Linked DNA regions of Mus musculus: region 1 is linked to region 2. Evidence: chromatin contacts called from public Hi-C data. All regions are on one chromosome and are shown on one strand. The core of a region is the stretch at or near the end of the contact, and the rest is flanking DNA. Distances in the headings are between cores, read along the strand shown. Region 1 has its middle 90 kb from the start of Lnx1. Region 2 overlaps Scfd2 (Sec1 family domain containing 2).

What was found. Hi-C and Micro-C count contacts between places; a contact is called where the count stands out from the background.
Region 1: a contact with region 2 is called in a Hi-C map of the 3T3-L1 cell line, with 5 times the contacts expected there. The contact joins two enhancer-like sites. A contact is called at or near these places in 1 of 484 Hi-C or Micro-C datasets (the 3T3-L1 cell line) and 1 of 9 other capture datasets (embryonic stem cells).

Annotation. Positions count from the first base shown.
Region 1 is chr5:74,790,569-74,795,340 of GRCm38.p6, forward strand. No RefSeq gene overlaps it. Among named protein-coding and RNA genes, the nearest start is that of Lnx1, 90 kb to the left of the region's middle. Within about 2 kb of position 1,868, at least 196 of the 459 cell types and tissues checked have an H3K27ac peak or open chromatin away from gene starts, as enhancers often do.
Region 2 is chr5:74,334,047-74,338,630 of GRCm38.p6, forward strand. The region is part of intron 5 of Scfd2 (Sec1 family domain containing 2); the gene reads right to left. All of the region lies in intron 1 of Gm32064 (a long non-coding RNA gene), which reads left to right. Among named protein-coding and RNA genes, the nearest start is that of Gm32064, 20 kb to the left of the region's middle. Within about 2 kb of position 3,000, at least 15 of the 459 cell types and tissues checked have an H3K27ac peak or open chromatin away from gene starts, as enhancers often do.

The DNA.
Region 1 (4,772 bases), core at 618-3,117, 460 kb after region 2:
TTCATTCATATCCTGCTCGTACAGGCGCAGATATGGGCATGGGTACAGATGTGGGTGTGGATACAGATACGGCCATGGGTACAGATGTGGGCATGGGTACAGATGTGGGCATGGGTACAGATGTGGGCATGGGTACAGATGTGGGCATGGGTACAGATGTGGGTGTGGATACAGATACGGCCATGGGTACAGATGTGGGCATGGGTACAGATGTGGGCATGGGTACAGATGTGGGCATGGGTACAGATCTAGACATGGGTACAGTTGAGGGCATGGGTGACACATTCTTTTCTGCAGAGGCAGAGTATTCTGTATGAGTATATGAGATGCTGTGTGAGTGTAGCTAAGTTTACTTATCTGTTTCACTTTGGTGGGACATTGAGTTGCTTCCTGTTCCGAGATGCTGAGAGTGAGGCAGTAGCCTCTGCCACCGGCTGAGGCAGTGGGGCGTTCTGACAGTGCTATCCTCTGTGTGTATCCACACATCTGTATTTCCCCCTCCAAGGCACAAAGAGGATCATGGAGCAGGGACTAGAAAGAATGTAAGTCAGAAGATGAGGAAGAGTGCTGCGAAGCCCAATCTTCAGGATGACATGGCCACTGTACTCATAAACTTGTAGCCATGGTTACCTGCCCACTGAGGGCCCATCAGTGGTCCATCATTTGTAAGGGAGGGAGGCCTCCTCATGAGGCCTAGCCTTCCTTGAGGAGTTCTTGGCAGCTAACAGGGTATCAGGGGAGGGGAGGGGAGGGGATTTTCCTCCTGGCCACAGGTAGGTCGTCCAGACTTTAGGAAATAGTATTCCTATCCAAGCTCATGTAAACAATGCTGATTAAAATCAGTAAGTTGTGAGTGGGGACGGGGAGGAAGAACAGAAAAAATGTCAGGAAAGTAGGAGAGGGACTGGGTGGAAGGAATATGGAGTTCAGCAAGAGGGGACAAGAAAGAATGGGGGAGAGTGAATTTAGTCAAAATACATTATATATAGATAGATATAAATATAGATAGCTATAGATATGCATACACATACGTAATTGTCACACACAGACATACAAAGAGTTCATGACAAAATACACAGTACCTACATTATCTGGATTTTTAGAAAGCTACAGTCTTCATGCCCTTGAGAAGGCCTGAAACAAAGAAAATTAGTGTATATTATAATATGTACGGTAACCCACTGTGTCTGCTCTGCCTTCATGGGGTCAATCAAACACAGACAACAATGTTTATGAAAAACAACCGCATCTGTCCTAAACATGTACACTCCTGTTTTCCTGGTCATTTTCCCCTAAGCAATAACTGCAGCTACTCACAGCACTTACATTGATTTGTGTGAAACAAGTAATCAGGAGATTGCGTGGGTTTTATGCAAACACTATCCATCTCACAGAAGGTACTCGAGCATCCTTGCATCTCAGTATCCACTGGGTACTGGAGCCAATCGCAGGAGGACACCAAGAAACAGTCCTGTTTATATGCTTTTCAGGTAAAGACAATTCCAGACCGCAAGGATCAGGTGCAGGTCGTGATTCAGATCTGTGCTCTCAGAATACAGAACAGAATCTTTTGTCTAGCATGCCAGACCTGTCATGAAAGCTGTTCAAGTAAGAGATCGGGCGGGCACTGTGAAGCAGGGGGAGGCTGACAAGTGGCCAGGACACCCGGGGGTCAGGAAGCAACTCCCTGGAGCATAGTCCCTGCGGTACCATCTCCTCTAGCTTCATGGCTACTTACAAGCTATCCTGACCCTAGAAAGGGATCTAAGGAGAAAGCTACTGCGCTGAGCCTAGGAGGCAGCAAACAGCTTTGGGAGAGGAGCCACAACAGCAGGGAAGCAGTGCCAAGAACAACAGGAAGCTCGAAGCCACGCCCCTGCTCGTTGAGCGAGCGCAGGCCTGGAAGCCTGGGTTATTTGCTCCAAAGAGCCTTGAGCAGATGTTACATAAACAAAACCTCCACTGACTCCAATTCTGGGTCTGGCCTAAAATAGCCCCGGGGCTAGACTCTGTCATTCCTAGTGGTTCCCCATGTGTGCAAACTACTGCCCTCATTGAACCATGTTGGTGGACACACTGCAGCCTCCTCAAGGGACAGCTTCCCCTAGGACCAAAAGCAAGGCTCCTTGACTGCCCGTGGTGGCCCAGACACAAGGCGTCCCTCTAAGATCTCTGGTGGCTGCTGGCTCCTCTCTCCAGGAGGCAGGAAGTTGGGGGAGGAATGTTTAAAAAGTCTCCCCCCACCGCTTTCTTCCCCCTCTTCTTTCTCCTCCATCTTCCCTTTTCCCCCTCTCTTCTCCTCTTCCTCCTCTCCATCCTTCCCCTCCCCATCTTTCACCCCTCCTCTTTCCCCACTTCTCTCTCTCCTACTCCTTTGTATAATGTGGAGAAACCCGAAGCAGAAGCAAGCTTTCCAGGTTACCGCGGGTGCAGGCGGTAGTAGAGTTCCTTCTTGGGGCTTTTATTTGCAATTGATTTAAGACTGTCGCTGTGCTCCCGACTGACTTTGTGCTTGTACAAGTTTCCCAGACCTGTTTGGGTTTCAGCTCCTTTGTGCTACATACAGAAAACCAGTCCAGTGTGAACATCTGGAGGCTTGAACATCTGTGCCCCAGCAAGGGGTCACTCCAGCGTTACCACTACTTCAGCATGGGTCCCTGGAAACTGTTAATCATCTTTTTCTCCTTGGCCGCTTGCCTCTCTCTAGAATCTTACAAGCAAATCTTAAAGCAAAGCAAAAAACAATAAAGCAATGTCTATGATTCAAAAATACTGGTGCCAGATACTTGCTATATGTTTAGTACTATAGAAAGTATCCGATGTGTTTCCTTTTGTTTAATTTTCACTGAACAGTCCTATGAAATTTGAAGTTATTACCTCCAGGAGACAGATAATGACAGGTTAGAAAAAATAACGATAGGACTTGCCAGAATTTCTACAGGGGTGGGACAGGGCCCAGAGCTGGCAGGGACTGACTGTGTCAGAGAACATCTGCCAGGCCTCATAGCTCCTCCTCTTGGTTTTCTTTCTGCTCAAAGTCCAAGCTACTCTATCTTTTGCCCTTCTAATTAAACACAGCAACCAGTGTTCATCCTAACATGGTCTCTGAGACCCAATCGGCCAACATGCTATTGACATCAGGAAAAAAAAAAAAAAAAGGTATGACGCATACGGAGGAAGTGTTGAGATTATATTTTTTTTTTCAGTACTTGTACTTTGAAAGAGGTCTTTGTGTTTCTCTGGGTTAGAGCCTCCCAGATGTAGTTGTTAGCCCCGAGCCTAAGTTCTAAGCCCCCTAGAGGAAGGCTGAAACCATATGTAGACAAGAAGAGGCCTATAAGAGGCCAGTACTCAGGCTAGGGCCAGTGCCAGCTGCAGGGAGCAGGGAGGGCTCATGTCACTTGGGAACTCTTAGCTTCCTGAAGATTTTAGTTCTGACCCCAATTGTCTCTTGAGTCTGGGACCCTCAGGGATTTCTGTTCTAGGATGGTACACTCTTCCCCTTAGAACTAAGGCAACTTTACCGTTAGACAGAATCAAATGGCATATATATGGTGGGACTGGGTGGACCTATATGTTAGAACTTTAGGTGCCAGGACCAGAATACCTAAGGGAAACATTTAAATGGGAGGATTCTTTTGGCTCACGGTTTCAAAGGGCTCAGTCCATGGTTACTTGGTTCTGTGGAGAAACGTGGGTCATGGTGGTACCATCATGTATGTCTAACCAGAAAGCAGAAGTGACAAGGGATCTGGGGACTTGTCATAGCTCTCACGAGCATACCCATTTTGACCCACTTCTTCCATATAGGTTCTACTTCCTAAGGCTTCTAGAACCTACCAGAATAGCACTACCAGTTGGGGTCTAAGCCTTCAGTGCATGAACCTCTTTTGGGGGGGGGGGGGCGACACTTCATGCTCAAACTCTCGCATCCTACCTGTATGGAGCTTTTATTCCTTATTCATCCAAACATCCCTAACAGTCCTGAGATATCTGCTATGTGCCGAATTCTAAAATAGTGGCTATGGTCCCTGACTTTCCAGAGCTGGAAATCTAGAGCAGGGGATGAAGAGAAAGCAGCTGTTGCAAAGGCTGGGGCAGATGCAGCAAGGAGTTTTGGAAACACAACTGAAGCTCTGCTTTGGTCTGGGTGCTGAGCACTGGGGTTTATCTGTGTTGTGGCTGAGGGAAGGGGCATGAATATATACACAGTGGTTTCCCAGGAGAGATTGCCCCACGCTCTCTCTTCTCTGGAAACCCCGGGTGCCCAAGATTTGAGCTACGGTACTGAATACTATGCCTGGCCTCCCCCACCGCCCTTTACTCATGTCTCCCCAAGAGAGCAGGCATGATTTATCTGACTGGGGAGTCAGGAGGAGTTCAGAAGGGGAAACTGGGACAGGGTGACTCAGCTGCTTTTCTGGGGTGGGTCACTCCCTTCTGAGCCTGAGTGTAGTTTCTAGAAGATGGCTGTTGCCAGAAGGTGCTGACCATGTAGCTGTGGGAGTGAGTTCAGGATGGGGGAGAGAGAGATTGTACTAAGCCCATTTGGCTACATTCTACAACCTAGCCATCATTAGTATTTCCTGTTTTGGTCTCCTTTTGCCTGATGCTTGTGGTAAGGAAGAAGGTAAGCAGACTCCTTTGAATTGTAACACAGATGACACTTAAGTATGGTTCATAAGTGAATGGTGGGCATGTGGTCACCACTCTGGCCTGACTGACAGGAATGTACATCCCATCTCTAAGACTTGAATGACTGACCTGGAGAT
Region 2 (4,584 bases), core at 1,750-4,249:
TGATTTCTCAGATCCTTTTCTGATTGATAATTGGGCTCCTGTATTTTACTTTACTGATGCTCAAATGTTCACAGCAGGGCTCATTTTCAATCACTCTCACTGCAGTAGTCTGGTTTTGATGAAAAATAGATTTGCAAGGAGACTTTTGCATAGCAGTCAAGCCTCTGTCTGAAGTCTGTGAGCCTTCCCATTAGGAATTCACTATATGCACAACAAGTTGGGGGAGGCACAGAAACACACACAGACACACACACAGTATATGTGACAGGTGTAAGGGTCACATACTCTTGTATTGGGTGAGACAAAGAACAAGATAATAAAAATACCTCACTCATGCCTGGGCACACACACACACACACACACACACACACATCCTCCCCATATCCCCCATACACATATACCATTTTAATGCCAAGAAAAATACTTCTGTAGATTCTCGATGTACTTTGAATAAAATTCAACTTTTTTCCCCTCTATATCTCAACCTCATAAGAAGGGGTTCATTCAAACTAACTTAATTTCCTATACTGCAATAAAGTGAAAAATGAAATAAAATGATCTCTGACTGTATGGTTTCATCATGACAGCTAGTTAGTGCTGGAGAAGTATGTTGCTGTATAATGTAGAAATGTACTGGTTGCTCTGGCTGAGGACTGGATGAAAGTGTCTGTGAGTGCCTAAAGCTACAGGATGCTACAGCTGTTCTTCAGGTCTCCCATCTTTTGCTCACCTGTGTCATATGGGTCCTACCACCTCCTGTCGTGACAGGTTCGTGCCTCATTGCCTGTTGATGTCTTTGTTTAGTCTGAAATCTTAATAATTTTGATAAGAGCTCTACCAGCAATGAAGTGGGAACTGACCTTGAAAACAGTTGAAAGATTATTCTAAAATTGCTGATATAAAATTTTTTGCAACCTAGATAAAAATCCTTGCTGAATTAAATAAGTGCGCTGGTTTTAGCTATTTAGTTGCTTCCCTGCTTGGAGAAGTGGGGTACAGAAAACCGTGGGGACCATTCAATCTTCAAATCTGCTACCAGACATATGCTGTGCATATCTTCATAAAGGCTTTTATTATGTGGTCCTTAAGCAGCATATACATGCCAGATGGGTAGACTGAAATATAAAACACTTCTCAGAAGAAGCTATTATTGGGTCAGTAATATGCTAATTAAAAGGGCTTATGCAACCATCTGGGAGACCCCCAATGGCAAAAGCTTATTTCTAGAACTTCACTGCAGCTGCATTCTATATAGCCTCCTGTAGATTTAGGGGTGTCTGGAAAATCACCCCTGTTGGCACTGGGGGAAAGGCCTTGGTGAGTTGACGGGGCTCACAATGTGTTTCAGGTTGGACAGGGATTTGCAATTCCTGCATGACTTGGTAGACATAGTTTTAATGGTCAAATTTCAGTAACAACTCTCTGCAAATTACATCACCATCTCACTATATCTGTAGACTCACCCCCACCGAGCACAGAAAGATGGCATTTAAATAAGGAGATGAACTATATGGTGTGACTCACCAAGGGAGTAACTTGTCCACCCAAGTGTCTAGGTTGGGGGCATTGTAAGGATAAGCACTGGGTGGAAACAGGCAACGAATGAACCAAATTGTTTGTGCCCTTGTAAGTGTGGGCCAGGGCCAGGGCCAGTCTGACGTTGCTCTCAGGAGATACATAAATGGCTGCTTCAAACACTTACTAAGAGTCACTCTTTATCCAGCCTGATTCTCCAGGGCTTATGGAACCCTGAAGTTTATTACTAACTCTATGAATTTTATTTTTATATTTGTCCTCTTTGTTAGGGTAACAATGTGGCAAATAAATATTCCCATTTGTTAAGACAAGTAGCGGGAGTAATAGGCTCTGTCACAGGGAAAAAGCCCGTCTCACATACATCCAGGAGTAAAGAGCTGGCTAGTCTCAAGGATCAGAATAAAGCATATCATGTTCTGCTGGGCAGGCAAAGCCATTCTTGACAGGGAAGCATAGCTGGTTTTCCTGACGTCCTCTGTTTGTAATGGAAGCCCTAATTCCCCAGCCCAAATCTGGAAGTGCATAAAGTCACTGTTCTGGTTTCAAGAATCCAGTGCCACAGACATTCATTTCTATGTAGGTAATGTACGGCTTCTCCTTTAAAAGACCAAATCCCATGTTCTGACAACACGGGCCTTCCTTTCCTTTGTTCAACTCAGCTAGAGCTAGCCAACGGGAAGGATCTGACTCAGCTTGGTCCAAAAAGCCACGCTCTTTAGCTTTCTTGAATCAAAAAGAAAGAGAAATGAATGCTCGCCTTCCCCAAAACTAGAATTTTAAGGCAGGGTCCAATATCTAAATAAATAAAATAACATGTCCAGGAACATATACATGGAAAAGCTCTGGCTTCACATAATGCCCCCAGGGAATGTTACAATTCTATCTCGAGGTTCTTCAACTTAGACAGATATATGGTTCCCACCAAACGGGCTAACAGAGGCCCTTGATCGCTCTGCAATCCTCCCTTCTCAGAGCAGCCTCTACAGGTTCCTTTAGGAATGCACTGACTGTTATCTAATTGAGATCCCTGGCTTACCACAGCTAGAGGGATGGGGCTTTCTCTGGCTTTGGTCATCTGGACCTTGTGAGTTAGAATGGTTGTGGGGCCAGAGGGACTCTTTCTAAAAGAAACTGTCACTTTAGCATTTGTAACCAAGGCAGCATATGTGACCATCAACAAACACTATGATATCACACATTAGCCAAGTGACTTCTCTTTAAATAAGGGAAGGTAGTTAGGGAACTGCCTCAGTAAGACTTTACTTCAAAACGCCGGCGGAGGCCGTCTTTCAGATGGAACGAAGGAAGGCACCATGAGGAGCCATCAGACGAAGCCCCCATCGGCAAGGAGTGAAGTCAGAGAGATGGCCTCCCGCCAAAAGAACTCAGGAAGCAGATGGCAGCCAAATTAAAGTGTCATGATTAGGCTAGAGATCTCAGGTGGCTGTCAACTAGCAAATATAAATGCGTCAGGGGGACTCAGCGTTGAGAGAAGAACGCAGCCATGCACAACACTAAATGATTGCCGTGGAACTCAATGCCTGTGTAAATAAAAATTAACTCAAACAGAAAGGAAAATAGAATAAGCATCTGGAACAAAATGTCAGCTGATTACAACAGAAGACGGGAACGGGGCAGGCGAGAGATGTCACAGGGCTAAGGGCCTTACTGTGCTGAATACACAAAAAGAATTATTTTCAGTATTCCTCCATGTTTGAATACCACATACATTACATACATATAAAATATTACAAAAAAGAAAAAGCTTTCTTAGAACACATACCAGATTTTTCAGTGGTAACTGGGAGTAAAACAGAGATATTTGAGTCTTTCTACATTATTTATGCTTTTTAAAACTTTAAAAATTCTTTCTTAAAAATTTAGAAATATTTCAAAATGACTAAACATTTGCAAAGAACAGAATGTCTCTTATTTGTGGACACTGACATGCTGATTACACATACTGTGTTTGATAAGCAAAATATGTCACAATTAATTACAGAAGGTTGGCAGCTCTGCCATTCATTGTCCAAACTCCTTTGAGAAAGGACTTGTCTTGTGTTGGCAAGAAGCACAGTCAGTGGACAGCCCCCAGTGCCCAAGCCACTGTACCAAGCTCAGCTTCTGAGTCCTGGCCAGTCCCTCAGGAGTGCCAGCCAGTGACTGAAGATGGGTGTGTGCTGGTCTTGTCTACTTCCTCTAACCCACGGTCCTTGGGTTGCTCATGCCTTGCTTAGACTTTACCCGCGTGGAGCTTCTCCCTCCTTCCAGTTCTGGTTTTGCTCTTTTGTCCCAAGTGTCAAACTGACATTGCAGAGGGGTCTCTGCTGTCTCCCTCTTTACCATCAAGGCCCTAATGAAGCTCTTGGCCTTCCAGTTCTATCCTAGTTCTGCTCCCTGAGGACCGAGGCAAAACAAACAGAGGTCTCTGGGGGTCTACAGTTGCCACGGCACTCTCCTTCTGTGGCCTCTACTCTCCACCCCCAACCCTGGAATCCTTTGTCAAACCTGACTATTCTTTTGTTTGTTCCTACGATTCTGCCCTTATTGGTTATGTAGGAAGCAAGCACATGATCCTAGATGCCCCAATCACTATAATCTCTAATAAATTCCCCTCCTCCTTCATGTCTGTTTACTGGATCACAAACCACCATGACAGGTGAGTGCAGGCAGTGTATAGATGTGGAGATCAGAGGACATCTTGCAGGAGTTGGTTTGCTCTTTCCATATAAGTCCTATGAACTGAGTTTGTCAGGCTCCATAACAGTGAATCGTCTTACCAGTCCTGTAGGTACCTTCTCTTAGTACTAGAAATCTAAGTACTTAGAAAGCAGATGTCTCACAGTATACTGTGCTGGTTTTATGGAGATTCCTTTAGAGGAATCACCATATTTCACTGGGTTTTTATTATAAAATGCTAAGTTTATACCTTTAAAAGTTTGATCCCAAAAATGTGAAGTGTGAGATTGGGTGTGAAGCACTAAACCAGGGTCGGAGGACCTGGTTTTCATTCCCAGCTTTGCTACTGACGGGTTACATGATGCTGGG